Regions from separate parts of the Sus scrofa genome. Here region 1 is linked to region 2. Evidence: chromatin contacts called from public Hi-C data. All regions are on one chromosome and are shown on one strand. Each heading gives the region's core, a stretch centred on a gene start, on an enhancer-like site or on the middle of the called end of the contact. The rest is flanking DNA. Distances are from core to core; before and after follow the strand shown.

Evidence for each region. A called contact is a pair of places that touch in the nucleus more often than the background predicts.
Region 1: a contact with region 2 is called in a Hi-C map of embryonic fibroblasts, with 2.9 times the contacts expected there. The contact joins the promoter of BRD2 here to the promoter of LOC110261664 in region 2. A contact is called at or near these places in 1 of 5 promoter capture datasets (fetal liver) and 1 of 47 Hi-C or Micro-C datasets (embryonic fibroblasts).

Annotation. Positions count from the first base shown.
Region 1 is chr7:25,146,769-25,152,303 of Sscrofa11.1, reverse strand. BRD2 (bromodomain containing 2) reads right to left here and starts at 1,646. Exons shown (of 13, transcript NM_001123085.1): 1 at 1,263-1,646.
Region 2 is chr7:21,629,532-21,635,510 of Sscrofa11.1, reverse strand. LOC110261664 (histone H3.1) reads left to right here and starts at 3,044. Exons shown (of 1, transcript XM_021099837.1): 1 at 3,044-3,550. The coding sequence starts at 3,085. The coding sequence ends at 3,495. LOC100622387 (histone H2A type 1) reads left to right here and starts at 1,572. Exons shown (of 1, transcript XM_003356570.4): 1 at 1,572-2,644. The coding sequence starts at 1,613. The coding sequence ends at 2,005. It also overlaps the pseudogene LOC100513549.

The DNA.
Region 1 (5,535 bases), core at 397-2,896, 3.5 Mb before region 2:
GCCGAGCCCGCCGGGGAGGCTGCAGCAGGGCAAGCAATGACACAGCAACTTTGCAGAGGCCTTCTCCCCTCCCCCATTCCCCTCCCCCTAGTGGCCCAGCCTCCTCAATCTGCTTTTCTCCACCCGGGGCCTTGCAAATCTGCCCTGAGGCCCATCAGGGGACCGATCAGGGAAGAAAAATTTAGGAGGTCGAGAGAATACGGAGCCTTAGAAAGGGAAAGGGCAGCCAGACATTACTCTGGCTTATTTCCCTGCATTCCGGAAAATCACTGCTCTCCGCTCCCTTCCAATCCTCCCTTCCCCCACATGAGTCACAGGGGAGGCCACTGCTACTCAGTAATTTGGAAAAGTAACTCTTCCCTCCTTTCCGTTCCCTCCCCCGCAGTACACAAGGAGAGATCTGTTCAGGAATGGGGGAGGGGGTGAAAGAGGCAAAAGACGCCACCCTGGAGAAACCCGAAACCTTTGGAGCTGTGAAATCATTCCAGGTCCTGAGACTCGCTCTCTCCTGTCCCAAGCCACGATTTCCAACCCTTCTCAAGACCCACGTTGGTCCTGGTTTCTGCTCCCCAGGGGACCCCCGAGTTTTCAGCCAGCAAGCCCTCCCCAGTTTGGGGTAGACCCATGCTCAACTAAGACCCCACCAGGGCAACGAAGGCTCCGGAGGCCAGGTCCACGTGAATGCACACAAATTCGATAAAGGACTCGAAGCGTAACCTCCACCATGCCATGTGATGACTGCCATCTCCCTACCGCTGACACAAAGGAAGCACAGAAATGCTCCTTCCAGTCTATGGGGAGAAAGGGAGTGGGCGCCTGGGAACAATCTCAGTTCACAACCTGGGTTGTCAACTCTAAGTATTTACATCTACGGGTAGGAGCTAGTCACCACTCCCACTCCTCAGCCCACTAGGTCACCCCTCCCTCCGGCCACCAAAAGGATCCCTTCTCACCTGGCTCCAGGCTCCTGCACCCCCAAGGGACGAATGGAATGGGGGGAGGGGGAACACACCACCCCCACGCCCCTTTGCCCTCCAATTGGTATGGAGACAGAGGTTGGCCATTCCCCTCCCCCAACGAGGGCCCTCTCCTGCTCGCCCCCCTCCATGCTCCCATTGGCTGTAAACTGTTTGAAGGACAAATCTTCCCATCCTTAGGATTCTTCTCTGAACCCCAAGAAAATCATCCTCCCGGACTCCCCATCATTGGTTAGGCACTTAAATGACTGGCAACATCCCCGCCCCGCAAGGGCCCCTTCTCACCTCGATCCTGGAACCTTCCAGGGGGGCTCCAGTGTTCCCCTCGGCTTGGTGCGGGGGGAGGATGTAATCCGGGGTGTCACCCCCCCGGAAACCGAGGTTGTGTTGGGGGAGGGGGCGTTGCCCCCAGCCCCTCCCTTCCCGACCGAGCTGGGGGGTGGGGAGAGCATCGGGACCGCGCGGCCACGTCAGCTGCACCCAGATTGGCTGACCCAGGTCATGTGCCAGCCGCCCCCCCTCCCCCCGCCACGGGGGCCAGTTTTCCGAAGGTTCCTGAGGGTCGCGCCAAGGGGCCAAAGGAGCCTCAAGGCCCAGACCTTTCCTCACAGACCTAGAGTACTCTAATACCGCCGATTCTCCATATCCCCGGCTTCCTAGCTCGCTGTCGTCGACCCTGTCCCCCCCACTCGCCTCTCCGTACGGGTTCAGCATGGCTGCCGCAGCCCGGGAACCCACACAGCGCAGGCGCAAGGGTGCGACCGACTTGGGGGGGAAGGGAAAGTAGAGCCCGAGGCAGCGGGGGAGAGCAGTAGTGCGCAGGCGTCAGGGCGGGCGCCGCAGCTCCCGCGGCGGGGCTCAGTGCGCGCGCAGTGGGTGGGGCGGAAGCAGGCACCGCGCGCGGACCTCCCGCCTCAGCGGCCCCTCCTCCACTGCCGGCGGCCTCCTGGACTTGGTTCCTTTTCCACAGGTGTAAGGTGCAGCTTGGGACGCCCTGGCCGGAGTCCAGCGGAAACGCGCGCTGCCCAGCTGTTGTCAGTGGAGGAAAATGGGGCCTGGACCTGGAGTTTTAAGGGTTTGCAGGATGGGGTGTAGTGTGGTTCCACGTCGGGAGACGGAGTTTTATCACCACCCTCGTCATGCCTGCGGCGGGGAGATGAGGCGCGGGAGGTTGATGTGGGCATTTTGTTTGACCTGTTTGTCTTAGGCTACTTTATAACTTCTCATTTCCCCCGAATCTACGAAGACTTCGTTGAGACCTGCCAGTGCTTGGACTCCTCTGCCTTCTGCAAAACCTAACACTTTTACTTTTTTTCTGGACTTGCCTCCACCGTTTAAAACTTCTGCTTTTTCTAAGGCTTTACCCTTTGCTCGGTCTTGAAACCCATAAAAATCTGATCCAGTGATGGTTGCCAGCTAAAGCAGATCTTTTATTGTTCATAGGCAATACTCCCTCCCTTGATCCTCAGAATGTGGTTCAGATTTTTTACTTTTAATTCATAACGCCCACTCTCCACAAACGGAACATTACAGAAAGGCCAACTTGCAGAACTCTTGGCTTTCCGACTGGGACATGTCTGTGTTCCTTTACCATTGTACCAGAAGTCCCCTCCAGCTTAAGGAAATTTTTCTTTTTTGACCTGGTCACATTTAGGTATTAGTCTGAAGCTATCCTCCATTTTTCTCCCAATTGGCATTTTTAACTTCTTCCTTTTATGGGTTTCCCAGCCTAAAAACAAGGAAAGAAAGGAAATAACCTTATCGATATTGCATCCCCTTGTACACTCTTATTTACCTCTCAGCTCCCCTGCACAGTCACGACCTGAAACCATCCCCTTTGTACTCTTTTTTACCTCTCAGCTCTCCTGCACAGTTAAGACCTGAAACGGTCTTAATTTTCCTCTCTCAACCTCGTCCCCATTCTTCAGCTCGTTTCTTCTACTACTGAAGCTGTCCTAGCAAAGGTCACCAAAGACCTCCTAATTGGCAAATCAGGAAGCACCAGTTCTCATCTTATTTGACCTCTCTGAAGTATTTGACATTTGATCATGCTTCCTGAAATTCTCTACAGGCTTGATTTCTGTGACCAGTTTGTACTTATTTCTTTTCTTGCTTGTCCAACTTTTCCTCTGGTCTCTTTCGTGGACTCTTCTTTAGCCCCTGTGGATGTTTGCCAGAATTTTGCCTCACTTCTAGTTCTTTTCATCTTCCCTGTATAATCTCACTCATTGGGTCAAAGCTTCTCAAATCTTTTTCTTTAGACAACTCTCCAGAGCTGAACTCACCACTAAATTTTACTGCTTGGATAACCCTCAGGAGTTCAAAATTGATACAATATGTATACACTCTAGACCTGTTCCTTCTATATTATCCTAGTTGATGACAGCTATTCAGTTATAAAGCCTAGAATCTGGGAGCCATTCCTGATTTCTTTTTCTCACAACTTTACATTCCCTAGACTTCACATTTTGCCTGTAATATTGCCATGGCTCACACTCTGTCCTAGTCTTACCACCAGAGCTCTATCAATAGCTTCCTGATTCCACTATCTCTAAAGTTGCACTGTCCAATATGGTAGCCACTAGCCACTTGGGGCTGTTTAAATTAGCATTAAATATGGCTTTAAATTTAGTTCATTGGATGCATTGGCCACATTTTAAGTTCTCAGTAGCTGCCTGTGGCTCAAGGCTGTCACACTGGACAGCACAAATTATAGAACATTTCCATCATTGAAGAAAGTTCTGTTGAACAGTGTTGCTGTAGATTTTCCTCTCTACCTCACAACAGTACCGCCAGGAACCAACTTTCCAAAATACAACTCTGGCCATATGCTACTGTTTAAGCGCTGTATTAATTCCTCATTGCCTGTTGTGATCAAGTCCAAATTCCTGTGCTTGCCAGAAAGGTCTGCCTACCTGTCCAGCCTCATGTCTAGCCACTTCCTCTTGAGCCCTGTACTCCAGCTGTATTAAAATGTTCCCCAGATGTACCATTTTGTTTTACGCCTCTGTCTTTTACACATTCTGCTCACTATGCAGAATAGGCTTTTCCCCAGTCCACCTAAGCCCAAATACCATCATCTGAAAAGCCTACTCTCGCCTTTCAAATTGAGTCGACTGCTCATTCTTTGGTGTCCATTTATCTTATGATTGCACTTTGATCATAAGCTTTTTTTTTTTTTGGCCGTGCCCACAGCATGTGGAAGTTCCTAGGCCAGGGATTGAATGCACACCACAGTAGCAACCTGAGCCACTGCAGTAACAACACGTGACCCTTAACCTACTGAGCCACAGGAGAACTCTCTGTTACAGTCTTTTTTCCTTTATTTTACTTTATTGTATTTTATTTTATTTATTTATTTTTGTCTTTTTAGGGTCATACCTGTGGTATATGGAATTTCCCAGGCTAGGGGTCGAATTGCCACCAGCCTACACCACAACTACAGCAACATAGGACCCAAACTACATCTGCGACCTATACCACAGCTCATGGCAACGCCGGATCCTTAACCCACTGAGCAAAGCCAGGAATTGAACTCATGTCCTCATGGATACCAGTTGGGTTCATTACTGCTGAACCACCATGGGAACTCCTGTTAGATTCTTTCTTAAAAAGAAAAAATATCCCCAGCTCCTGGCTCAGTACCTGGACAATGTGAGGTGTTCCCAAAGTGAACAAATGTTGAAGGAAATTGATGTTTAAGCATGTGACTTGGGTAAGATTGTAATGTATATGTATTATGGGGTGCCATTCAAGGTTTTTGGGAAATAATCATAGACAAAATAATTACTGTCAGATAAATATTTGAGACACTGGAGTAGTGTGAGAAAAGACAATCAGAACAGCACAGGTTATTTTCACAGAAAGCATTGCGATCCAGTCTGGTCCGAGTAGCATATAAGCTATAAGAAGTAGAGCAAGAGAAGACGGGAAAGTAAGTTTATTTGAAGCAGTATTACAACGGCTTCCCAGTGCTGTTAAGTTTGGACCTAGAGAGGAGCCACTGAATGTTTTTGAACAATGGCTTGATTGGAATTATATCATGTGATGGGAGTTCTCTTCACATCGTCAGTCGTCAGTCGCTATCACTATACCTGTTAATCAATGTCAAATAAAAGTGTCAGGAGTTAGAAGGAGATGACCCTGGTGATAGCTAACATTTTTGAGTTCCTGAAATGTCTCAGGCCCTACTATAAGTGCTTTACATGTATTAACTCTTCTAATCTTTGTAACCTTATTAGATAGATGCTGTTGTTATCACCCCCATTTTTCAAAGGAAGCAACTGAAGCAAGAGATGTTAAATAATTTACCCACAGTCAGCACAGTGTAGTAAGTGTCCAGAGCTGGGATTTGAACCCAGGCAGTCTGCCCCTGGATGGTAGGGTATGTATGCTATTCTGTTTGTTAGGCACAGCAGGTATTTTAAGATCTAGGGTTGAAGTTGGAGAAGAGATTAGTAGAGGTGGATGTGGGAGTCATCTTTGAGGTGTAATTTGAAGCAGTCATGCAGGTAGGTGAGATAAGGGAGGGAGGATGGAACTACTTAGGTGTGGGTTA
Region 2 (5,979 bases), core at 1,795-4,294:
GAATTTAGGCACTATTGAAAGATTCAGGGAAGTGGGGAAGTGAAGGACTTTTGATCATGCCTTGAAAGATTCCATTTCCTAATATTCCTAGCTAGCCCATGCTAGTATACAATCTTCTCTTAAATACTGAGTTCTCCGCCTTCTATGGCAGGATTTTTAATCGTTGACTCAAAGCACCGTTAGAAAATTGTTCTCCCAGCCTAGCGAGTCCTGGCCTACCTCCCTTCCAGCGTCTCCTGATGAAACACTGGAAGAACGCGCTTTCCCAAGTTGCCGAGTTCCTTGTTCAACATTTTACCCTTAAGGAACTTACTTCCCTGATCTTTGTTCCCGTTGCACTTTGCATTATATCGTTTCAATTCACCTAGAATCTCCATAGACAGGGCTAATGTCACAGTACCAATTCGGTAGTGGATGGGAACCAGACACAGAACACGGAACCGTTCATTTTCACCCTTATGACTCTTGGCTCCAGAGCCTGGTGCATTCCATTCCCTCAGTAGAAGCAAGGTAAGATTTTACTTTCTAAAGAATCTCTTCAAAACTCACAACCCCGATAGTAGACAATCTAGCCAATCACAGCCCATGGCGGGCTTTTCAAACAGTGCTGCTGCCCAATCAGAGACGGGGGGACGTTACTTTCCTTGAAAAGTGTAAACAAACGCGAAATTTTGGCTTTTGTAAGAGGACAAAACAGAATATCTTTTTCAAAGGGCGTCGAAGAACCCATTCCAAATTTGCATGACACTGAGCCCAAATGCTTAGCCAAGACAGCTTCAGAGGAGGGCCCTTTAAATTTTTACCCAGTTTTCCGCTCCCAAACCGGCCCCTTACTCTTGCAAGAGAAACTATAGGCAAATGCACCAGCACCACCTGTTTCTCTGAAAGGGTAGGTGGCTCTGAAAAGAGCCTTTGGGTCGGCCATGGGTGGCTCACTTGGCACTGGTGTACTTGCTGACAGGCTTGGCGCCCTCAGACACAGCATGTTTGGCCATCTCCCCGGGAAGCAGCTGGCGCACGTCCATCTAGATGCCCGAGAACGTAATGGTCGAGCGATTTTTGTAATGCGCCAGGCGCGATGCCTCGCCCGTGATGCGCTCGACGATGTCGTTAACGAAAGAGTTCATGATGCCCACGGCCTGTGTCCGGGTAGACCTGCTTCAGCACCTTGTACACGTACACTGAGTAGCTCTCCTTGCGGCTGCGCCTGCGCTTCTTGCCGTCCTTCTTCTGCGCCTGGTCACCGCCTTCTTGGAGCCCTTCTTGGAGCTGGGGCAGATTTAGCTGGCTCAGGCATGGTAAAGAAAAAACCCTTGAGAAACAATAAATGAGGACAAGGACGGTCGAATCCTTTTTACCTACAAATCCGCAGGCAAACGCGATGCAGTAAAGTTCTAGGTCTGATTGGCCAAAACTAGTGATGACGTTATGTGAATATTGTCCAATAAGAACACTCATTATTAGGAAGCGCTTTTTTTTTTCTTGTTTAAAAATGGGATTGCAATCTTAGCCAATGGAAATGCGGATTTTTCGCTCCCAGTTGCAGCTATAAATTGTGAGTTTCTCTTCTTGCTCCTTAGTTACTACTGGTGTAGATTCTGGTTGCTACATCATGTCCGGACGTGGGAAACAAGGAGGTAAAGCTCGCGCCAAGGCCAAGACCCGCTCCTCGCGAGCCGGGCTCCAGTTCCCGGTGGGCCGAGTGCACCGCCTGCTCCGCAAGGGCAACTATGCCGAGCGGGTTGGAGCTGGGGCGCCGGTGTACTTGGCGGCGGTGCTGGAGTACCTGACGGCCGAGATCCTGGAGCTGGCGGGCAACGCGGCTCGCGATAACAAGAAGACGCGCATCATCCCGCGCCACTTGCAGCTGGCCATCCGCAACGACGAGGAGCTCAACAAGCTGCTGGGCAAAGTCACCATCGCTCAGGGCGGCGTCCTGCCCAACATCCAGGCGGTGCTGCTGCCCAAGAAGACCGAGAGCCACCACAAGGCCAAGGGCAAATAAGGCCTTAATTCATACTTCAACCTCAAAGAACAAAGGCTCTTTTCAGAGCCGCCCACCATTTCTGTGGAAGAACTGAGCACTTTTGTAAAACCTGCCACGAATACCTGGTTAAGTTTACAATATGTAAAAAACGTAGTTTTCCTTTGGAACTGACCAGGCACGTGTTGACTTTTAAGGTAGAGGCCTGTTTGAAGTTTACTCAATTGCAAACCCATGAACTCACCCGCCTTTATTGTCTCCCCGGGACGCATTTGGGGTGATTACTTGCTCCAGCAAATGTACTAAACCATTTTTAAAATTTGTCTCACTGGAACCCAGTGGTCCATTGGCCAACTAAAACTCCACACTCAAAAGCTCTTTTCGAAAGAGCATTTATAGGAAAACACCTAATCACTAGTCAGTGTAAACCTCTCTTCCCTCAGGCCTGCTGATAAGTACACAATTTACATGTTAAAGTCCAATCAGCCGTTTAATTGCATCACAACCCATTAATGAGTTGAGATAATCACTAGTATTTAGTCAAGCCCACATCAAGTATCCTCCCTTCCCTACACAACGCTGTAGCCCAGTTCTGTGTTCAGGTGCGAGAGTGTATATTGACTTTACTTTGAATTATTTGGTACATTCATTAAAAACAGATTTTGATGTAGTGAAATGGAACTACTTTTTAGAGAAAATGATGAATACATTATTCTGCTCTAATTTTCTCCCATATCAATCTGTAAGGGGGGGGTCTCCACTGAAAATGCATTTCTTTTATAAAAATTTAGGCGCTGACCGCCACAAATTGTGGATCAAATTCCCTTTCTCCTCTGGTGAAATCTTAACGTTTGGGTCGAAAACCGTAAACTCAGACAGGAGAGTACAGCTATAATTCCTTACTGTAAAAATAGAAAGTTAAAAACATTACGGAAAGTAAAACCTTTTTAGAGGCAGTAAGAACCAAACGAAGATTGGACCAAAAACCAATCAGGTTACTCCTGCAACAGTTCTGACCAATCAGGATTGGATCATGACTATAAAGTCTGGTCCTGGCATCAGTTCTCCATTGCTTCTTTCGCGGCGTCAGATCTCTCTCTATGGCTCGTACCAAGCAGACCGCTCGCAAGTCCACCGGCGGCAAGGCGCCGCGCAAGCAGCTGGCCACCAAGGCGGCCCGCAAGAGCGCGCCCGCCACCGGCGGCGTGAAGAAGCCGCACCGCTACCGGCCCGGCACGGTGGCCCTGCGCGAGATCCGGCGCTACCAGAAGTCCACGGAGCTGCTGATCCGCAAGCTGCCGTTCCAGCGGCTGGTGCGCGAGATCGCGCAGGACTTCAAGACGGACCTGCGCTTCCAGAGCTCGGCCGTGATGGCGCTGCAGGAGGCGTGCGAGGCCTACCTGGTGGGGCTCTTCGAGGACACCAACCTGTGCGCCATCCACGCCAAGCGCGTCACCATCATGCCCAAGGACATCCAGCTGGCTCGCCGCATCCGCGGGGAGAGGGCGTAAAGTTGTCCTTCCTAATTTGCCTTGGACGTATTCGCTTTCTCCCTCCCAAAAGGCTCTTTTAAGAGCCACTTTCTGTTCTCACTGAGAGTGGCTGTTACGCTTGCTTCGGTCTTTAGTAAATGGGGGATGGGGTGAGGAAAGGTTTCTAACGCGAGATTCGCCGTTTTTTGTCACTCAAACTAGGCTAAGTATTTGCCAAGGCAATATAATACCATGATTCCTTTACTATTCAAAGATAAAATTTAAAAGTCTTGAAAATTTAAAGGCAACAGTGTTTGCTTGTACCCTGAAAAATCGAGCTAAGGATTTCACAAAGTGTTGCTAAGTTTGGCCTCTCTTCACCGGTGCCAAGTAGAAAGGCGGAGAAAGTTTTGGGTGAAGAAGAAATAGCTTTTAAGATTTTACCAGGCAAAGAAGGCCACAGCAAGCTATTGCCCTAAAGACTGCCCTCCCTTGGGGAAGAATTGCTGAGGGTTTTATAGACTCTAAGGAGAAAAACAGGGTTTCAGAAAGGAATCAGGATTGGGGCAAACAGGTGTACTTTCTTTGGGGGAATCTTTGTGACCATAACAGAACCTGGCATCAGGAGATCTTGACAAGATCCTGGTGCAATACTTGCAAAAAGGGCATATATTAATCAGGGATTAAAGCAAATTAGGAAAGTTCCTGAAATACATCACGTGCTAATAATCTTCAGCCACAGGCAATTGTGCTCAGGGTACCTAATCTTTGCTTACAGGTGATTGTATTTAGGGTGCAATACAATGAGGGAGAAGCACAAGGAAGGGCTCCAAGCTGTTCAGTTTTAAAGTCTTCATTTCTAAAAGAAGTATAAGGAATATAATTTTCTCTTAGGTGTATAAGATGCCTCCAGCGTTATGTGTATCCCTTGAGAGGGAACCAGGACTCCACCAAGGCTGTGCTGTTGTTGCTTGACTGGCTCCCTTGTCTTTGCATCCCGTTTCTTCCCTGATCAGCAATGGTCTGAACCTGCCCCCTTGGAATTAAAGGAAGGCCAGGGAGGCTGAATGAGGCCCATTTCCTAAAAACAAGAAATGGGGGACATGGAAAAGCTTTTGTGCCCAGGAGCCCCAAAGCGCTCCATTACAAAAGGAATCAGTCAACAGAAAAGGAACTAGGCCAACTAGGTAAACTGGGATTCAGAGCATAGATTATTAAGTCTCTCCCCTATTTAGGATGTAGAAAGTCAGGGAGCTGAGTTCTTGTTCACTTTTGTTCTCCAATGTATCTTCCAGCACATGGAAAAATAGGCACCATTCATGTTTTAATCAGTTATTGATTTGAACTGTCCATTATCCCAGGAGGGACAGAGCACATCTAGGTTAATTAAGGCAATGATGTTTTGCCTAGAATCCTAAGATACTGGGAAGACCTCAAATGTACTGACACTCATTTTCTTTTATACAACTCTGAAAATCAATGCCAGATCTGGCTGAAGGTGTAACTGTTTACCAAGAAAACAAAACAGGGTGTTCAGACAACATTTTTGTTCTCACGAGAATTGCATTTCTCACTGTTTAACAGCAGCACCTGGTAACCTTACAAGATAAAGCTCTTTGAACTATTTAATCTCCTTCACACCTGTTCCATGATTTGATACTATAAAATTAAAAAATTACGCCTCTGGTTTTAATTTGTCAGCTTTCAGGAGCCTCGTGATGCAGACATGCACAAGAAGCAATCCACAGGCACCATGCATGCCATCAACATCTGACTTTCCAGAGGTAGAAGCCACAGTGGGCTCACTTGGGGCAGAAATACCCTCCACACACACCCCACTGGTGGACTTCCCTGTCTTATTGTCACTTACATGACAACACACTCCCAATTATGAAATCCTAACTCCAGGAGAGTATTCTTCCAACTCCGCATAAACTGGTTTTATTTATTTATTTATTTAGCCATACCCCCAGCATGTGGAATTCCCAGGCCAGGGATCATACCTATGCCACAGCTAACCAGAGCCACCGCAATAGCAAGGCTGGCTCCTTAACCCTCTGAGCCACCAGGGAACTCCTTGTGTGAACCTGTTTTAAAAGTTAAATTTTGCCCCCTTTCTCTCACCATATATATAAGGCCAAAGATTTTTGTTCTGTTCACTGTTGCATCTCTAGAATACAAAAAAAGCCCGACTCAGGCACTTATTAAATTCTAGTTGAATCAATGTATTGTTAATCTGCTATCTTTTATTTGGCTATTATTAAATTTGCTGTCTTTTAAACACAAGATAGCCTCAGGTAGTGGTAGTCACAGAGTGCTTCCCACCTCCTGCATTACACATTTCATCCCAGATTCTTTTTGAATTTATTTATTTATTTATTTATTTATTTATTTATTTATTTAGTCTTTTTACAGCCTCAGCTGCAGCACATGGAAGTCCTGGGCTAGGGGTTGAATTAAAGCTTCAGCTGCCCACCTAAGCCTACATCACAGCAAGGATCTGAGCCACATCTGCGGCCTATA